Linked DNA regions of Anser cygnoides: region 2 is linked to region 1. A link is a contact called in public Hi-C data. All regions are on one chromosome and are shown on one strand. The core of a region is the stretch at or near the end of the contact, and the rest is flanking DNA. Distances in the headings are between cores, read along the strand shown. Region 1 holds the start of VAV2 (vav guanine nucleotide exchange factor 2). Region 2 overlaps VAV2 (vav guanine nucleotide exchange factor 2).

Evidence for each region. A called contact is a pair of places that touch in the nucleus more often than the background predicts.
Region 2: a contact with region 1 is called in a Hi-C map of liver, with 15 times the contacts expected there. The contact joins the enhancer-like site here to the promoter of VAV2 in region 1. A contact is called at or near these places in 4 of 7 Hi-C or Micro-C datasets (fetal liver and liver).

Annotation. Positions count from the first base shown.
Region 1 is chr20:4,167,056-4,170,140 of Taihu_goose_T2T_genome, reverse strand. It overlaps VAV2 (vav guanine nucleotide exchange factor 2), which reads right to left and starts at 1,547. Exons shown (of 27, transcript XM_066981004.1): 1 at 875-1,547. The coding sequence starts at 1,078.
Region 2 is chr20:4,243,039-4,246,123 of Taihu_goose_T2T_genome, reverse strand. All of the region lies in intron 2 of VAV2 (vav guanine nucleotide exchange factor 2), which reads right to left. Among named protein-coding and RNA genes, the nearest start is that of SARDH, 54 kb to the left of the region's middle. Within about 2 kb of position 1,608, at least 3 of the 3 cell types and tissues checked have open chromatin away from gene starts, as enhancers often do. A contact at or near this core is called in fetal liver and liver, where this site is marked.

The DNA of each region.
Region 1 (3,085 bases), core at 298-2,797:
CACGGCCGGGTTTCATTCGTTTCTCATCGATTTTCATTTCCCGATTCCCATGCAAATGCCGCGCGGCTCGGCACGCGGAAACGCAGAGCGCTGCAAGCCAGGCGGACAGAGCCCATTTGGCGTGCAAGCATCCTTCCACCAAAACGATCGGAGATGGAAACGCGTCCAGGGAGGGAACCCTAAAGCCTTAGGGTCACCCAACCCCAAAGCCACGGTGGTGGGGAGCGCTGAGCCCAGCCCCGCAGCACCCGGCCCCCCGGGCTCCGGGGTGGGCTCGCAGAGCACCTGGGGAGCGTTTTCCTCTTGTTTTTCATCTCCCTGGGCAAACTTTTGCCCTTCGGGCCAGCACCCTGCCAGGACAGCGCTCAGAGCACCGCTCCTGCAGCGCATCAAAGCCAAACTTAAGCCTCGAGAAAAGCTTGGCAGTAACCGCGCCGGCCTCATCTCGGCCGTGCTGGCTGCTTTTGTTTCGAGAGGGCTATAAACGTGGGGGTGTTATAAATTACTTATACATCACAGGGAAGGGGGGGGGGTGGGGGGGACGCTGCCTTCTTCCCCGGGGCGGTTTCTGCCCCCCCAGCCCCCTCTGTACAGCCACTGATGGCTTCCCAGCGCTGAGCCCCGGTGCTGGGGCTGAGCCTCGGGGTGGGGGGGGGGGGATACGGGGCTGGGAGCTAAAACACAGGGGTAGGGGGCGAAGGGCAGCCGGGGGGGGGGGCTGGAAAAAAAGCTCTCCCCCCCACACCCACCTACCCACTCCCGCACTCACTCGTACCACGAAGTTTTGCAAGAACACAAAGAGCCCTACGCGCACGCCGCCACCGCCACCCCCCCCCCCAAAAAAAATAAAAATAAAGAAAAATAATAATAATACCTGGGACATCTGGGGCCTGAAGTTGATGTCCTTGAGGTCGATGGAGCCGGGGGAGAGGTTGTGCAGCAGCTGGCACAGCAGCACCCCGTCCCGCAGCGCCTGCGCCAGGTCGAAGACCACCGCCGAGGGCCAGACCACCCGGTGGTTGGGGGGCAAAACTTTGCAGTCGATGAGCCAGCGGCCGCACTGCCGCCACTCCTCCATGGCCGCGGCCTTCCTCCTCCTCCTCCTCCTCCTCCTCCTCCTCCTCCTCCCTGCTCAGGGGCAGCGGGCGGCTGCCCGAGGGGCTGCTCCGCACCGCGCCGCCGCGCTACCGCCCCGCTCCATCGCCGCCCGCCGCCCGGGGAAGCATCGGCGGGGAGGAGGAGGAGGAGGAGGAGGAAGGGGAGGCGGGGGACGGCGCCGAGTTTTCCGGCGGAGGGCTGCCCCTGCCCCCGCTGCGGCCCCACCGCCGGGGCTAGGCGCGCCGCATCGGCCCGGGAACAAAGGGGCCGCCCCCGCGCAACTTCGTGTGTCCCCCCCCCGGCCCGGGGAAACTTGGTCCTGCTGCTGCTTTTGCTCCTGCTCCTCCTGAAGCTGCTGCTCCCGCTCCCGGTGCTGCTCCTGCTTTTGCTGCCGCTCCTGCCCCGGCCCCACCTGCGCTGCCGCTGGGGCCGCCCCCGCTGCCGCCGCGGGTGGGAATTTGCTGCCCCCCCCCCCCCCCCCCGGGCCGAAGCCCCCGCCCCGCCGGGAGGAGCTCCCGGCCCGCCCCCGCCGCCCCTTTGTCTGCGGGAGCGCTGCACGCCTCCTTTCCTTTTTTTTTTTTTTTTTTTATTTTCCCTTTTTGCACCCCCCCTCCCCGCTCCCTCCTCCCGGAGCTCCCCGCTCCCCGTCCTGCAGCGGCCCCCCCCCCCCCCAGCCGCCCCGCTGCTCCGCTCCCCCCGGCCCCCGTTCGCATTTGGGGTCCCCAAGACCCCCCCCCAGCACCCCCCGAGCAGCCGCTGCTTTGTCTGGCCGCGCGCTCCCCCTCCCCGGCTCGTGTTTGGGCTGCAAATACTGCAGGGGAGATGTTTAACCCAAACAAGCGGTCGCGTTCCTTGACTTTCAAACACGAAGACAACTCCTATAATTAATTACCAGCGTATTTATTGCAAACCTCAACGCTCGGCCATTAACTCCTTGGCAGCAAACTCCTGAAAATCTCTAATTTTCACTCGGTGGCTCCCATCCAAATCAGCGCACTTCAGAGCAGCCCCTTTTCAAATCTGGTCTGAGTTTTCTTCGGAGATCCTCTCCCAAGAGTTTGTCGATTAATTTTCGTCCTGGCTTTCCAGATAGCCAAAACCGGAAGCCGAGGCTGGGACGAAGGGAAGCTATTAACCTGGATGTCAAACAAATGCAACGCTAATCTCTTCCAAATGTAGCCAAGCGGAGATAAAGAAGAAAGAGCAACTCTGCTGGCATGACCCTTCACTTCCAGCATGGGAAGGAAGATTCCCTCTGAAGAATGAAAAACAATTGTTTGATATTCCAAGGACAGTTTGGCGAAGCTTTTTTATTTATTTATTTTTTTTAATATCACGGGAAGTGCTTCTTTTAGCCTGACGTGCTGGCGCTCGGTCTGCCCCTGGTCTGGCTGTGTGCGGTGCCTGGTACGCCTCTGGCAGGGCAGGATGAGTGCGCGTATAATCGGACCAGGAGCAGCATGCATATGCCCCGGCCTCGCAATCAGAGCTACGCCCTGCCCCGGGTATACTCGGGAGCATGCTGATCTCAGCCTGCAGTTCCCCGTACCCTGCGGAGGAGATTTCTCACCATAACTTTCTCATTCCTGAAGTTCACCGTTCAGCCTCTCTGCCTGGCCTCCCGCTAGGGCTCCAGCAGCACCCACCGGGCAGGAATCACGAGGCCATTGAAAGGCGTGGAGCCCTGCCAGGGATAATTTTGGTTCACTGGATGCTGGTCTGCCCTGTGAGATCAGGTCTGTAGGTAGAGGGCTACAGAGGAGTTTATTATATGCGGATAATTAAAGCTGCTTGCTGTGGCCTGGCTTTTTTTACTGCATAGTAAAACCCCTACTTGGCCCCTGGACACTTACGACCGATCGCTGCAGCTGCAAAGCCAGCAGCTGCGTGGGAGGTGTTGAAGCAAGGACGCTGCTCACCCACCTCTGCAGCAGTAAAAACAGCTGATAGCAGGGATTTTTGATAGTCGGGGAACCAAGTGGAAGGC
Region 2 (3,085 bases), core at 359-2,858, 76 kb before region 1:
AGGCCGATTGCACCCAGGCTGGGTGAGGAGGAGGGACTGAGCCCATTATTGCCCACGGGCTCAAGGCAGAGCCCGGCCGCCAGCCGGCGGGACCACAAGGGGCCGGGGGCACCGTGCGGCCCCAGGGACGTCCCCTCCTGAGCGGGTGAGTCTCTTCTGCCCTCTGTTATTAGGCTCACGCAGCACAGAGATCAGTTTATGAGTCAGACAGCTACGAGGAGGGTTTGACTTCCAGGGAAATCTAAAAGAAGCACGCTGTTCTCCACGCCAGGGCTTTTTGCTTTGTTCTTTCACGAAACCCCCATGTCTCTGAGCATCCCGGCACATCAAAGCCCGGGACCTGATCCGGATGAGCCTGCCTGTGATCAGGCTCCAAATCCACGCTCGGGTACGCAGCGAAGCGACCCACTTTTTAAGAAGGATCAGGTACAAAGAAGCCCTACACCTCCAGAAACAAGAGCGAGCAGTGACTGTCCGGCACCAGGCAGGGTTTTTCCAAGGAGGAATTTATTTATTTTTTTGCTAAGGAGGAGCTGGGGGCGAAGAAAGCCCCGCACAACCCCAGCTCCTGCGCCAGCCCCAGCCAGGGAAGCACGAAGCGTGCATTTAAGAACAAGTAATCCTTTCAATTTCAACAGGATTAAACAGCATTCTTAAAAGTAAGTAAATCCTTAAGTGTTTGCTAAACTGTGTCATTTTCCCCATAAAGCAGGTTCTTATGTGCTGAGAAGCGCAGTAATACGTCCCGCCACTCCCGGCTATCATTTTCTATTAGGCAGGGCAGGAACCGCTTCGTTACGCAGCCAAGCGGCGGTTGGCACAAGGGGTCCCTGATCTCATCTGAGGCTTAGTTGCTCCTGCGGTTCTAGGACATACTAATGCAGCTAATGCAGACATGACACCGAGTGGAATTACAGTTCGCCGGTTATTTATACCTCCCCTTTCCTTTAAGGCAGACTGGGAACGCAGAAGCTTTGTTTCCCGAGGCAGACAGCACGCCCCCAGACTCCTTATCAGCTCCCCGATGATTTATGCCAATTACTTCACACGTTCAGGCCTTTGGGTATCCCCACTGCCCAAACCTACGAAGCCAGTTTTGAGGCTGCAGCATCCTGAAAGTGCTACAGGAGCACACCAGGAGCCGTGAGCAGCAATTTCCAAATTTACAGCTCCCTTGGACCGTGCTGGAGAGGGCTCCAGCGACCAAGCCCGCGGCACAGCCCAGTGCCGTGCCCCATCCCGCAGCCCAGGGGAAAGCCCCGTGCCCGATGCCGGCAGCGGGGAGGTTTTGCAGAGTCATTTCTACACTCTGCTTGGGAAAAACACACTTGTATGGGCGAGTTTGTCTTCTGGGAGGAGGCCGGCTGTGGGCTTAAATAAGGTCTCATGCAGGTTATTATTATTATTACTTCTTCATCCAGTTCTCGGCGGAACTTCCTCAAGAAAAGCTGCACTCAGTGCGCGCAAGTCACCATAAAAACTACGTCTAAACTGACAACAAGATGCCAGGGACGGAGCTCTGGAGGTACAAAGTGCAGGCAGAGGTACCCGCAGCCACAGGCTGCTTCCAGCAGCTGACCTGCACGGGGCTGGGAAATTCCTGGTGGTTTCCCCGGGCAGGGTGAGGGACGCTCTCTGCATTCCTGACATTCCAGCTCTCCTCCGTTTTCTGCCACGAGCTAAACCAAACAAGCCAGCTGATCATTTACCAGCCCCGTGCCCCGTGGTACGACCGCGTTGCCGTGGATCAGCCCGAGCAGGAAGGCAGCGGGAGGGCCAGGGACGCGGTTTCGGAGCCCGAGCATCAGAGGCCTCACGGAGAGCCTCATTTTCGAAAGGCACCGAGTTCTGCGCTTCCAGAAACAAAAGCAAGTCTCAGCCCAGGTTCCTCAAATTCACCGGTCACTTTGCAAGGATCCTGGCTGAGCAAAGAAACGGGATTTTTGCAAACAAACAAAACCAGCAAAAATCCCCACACCGTAAGAAAACCACTAACTTTCATCTTTCTCACTGCCAGTGCTTTCTTTTAGGAATGATGGATTTAAAAATAAACTAAAACAAAACAAAAATAAATAAATTAATGTGCTTACTGCTCTTCTATTTCCTCCAGCGTTGCTTATTTCTAGCGGTATCTCTGCACATCTAGAAAACTAAAATAAACTCTCGTTATTTGCAAAAACAACCCGAGGCAGCTGGGCTGGAATACGCTTTGCATACGAGGAACTCCCTAACCCTGCAGTTAGGAGCAAGCTGCAGGGGCTGGAGCCAGGCTCGTGGCTTGTGCAGACCCTGGCGAGGTCGTCGTGCATTCCCAGAACAAGAGGATTTGCTTTGCAGCAAGTCAGGAGCTCATCACAGTGATGATAAGCCTGGGCAGAAACCTTGATGTTGCTACCTCCGTGCACAGGCTTCTTGGGGGGAAGGTGGTTTCAGAGCCTGAAATCGCATGGAATGATTTGACACCTAAACTCAGGAAGGGCAAATAGAATAAAATAAAATATAAATATTAAAATAAAATAATTACAAATCCTCAGACCAAATCCCTCGCCTCAGTGTGGATGGGAAGCAGACCCCAAATTTGGATACAAGCTGGCTAAGTTAGTTCTGAGCTGGGTAACAGCATCCAACAGCAAAACCGGCAACGTGAAGAGTTGCAGTGGGGACAAGGCTGCCGAACCAAAGCAGCCGTGAGATTGCTGTGAGGCGCCAGCAGGACGTGCCCCAGACAGCTCCAGTTTGTGGTGCTGGTGGCAGCGGTCACCGTACACCTTTGCCCACCCACCTGCCGAGGAGCATCGCTGCACACCCGGGGCCCAGCACCCACCCCAGCACCTCCCACCCAGCTCCACGCGCACACCAGGGCTCACAGCCAAGGCAGGATATTTGCAAACCAAAGTGCCCCCAGCAGTTTTTCCCATCACTGCCTTTTTGCATGTGCCTCTCCCCCGTGCTTAGCACCTCGGCGAACCCAGCCCCGAGTCCTGCAGCGCTCTGTGAGACCCCGAGCATGTGAGCCAGCCCCAAATGCACAGCTAAAACACAACCTGCGTGCTCTGGATCCATTATTTACGCTCTGCATGCTATT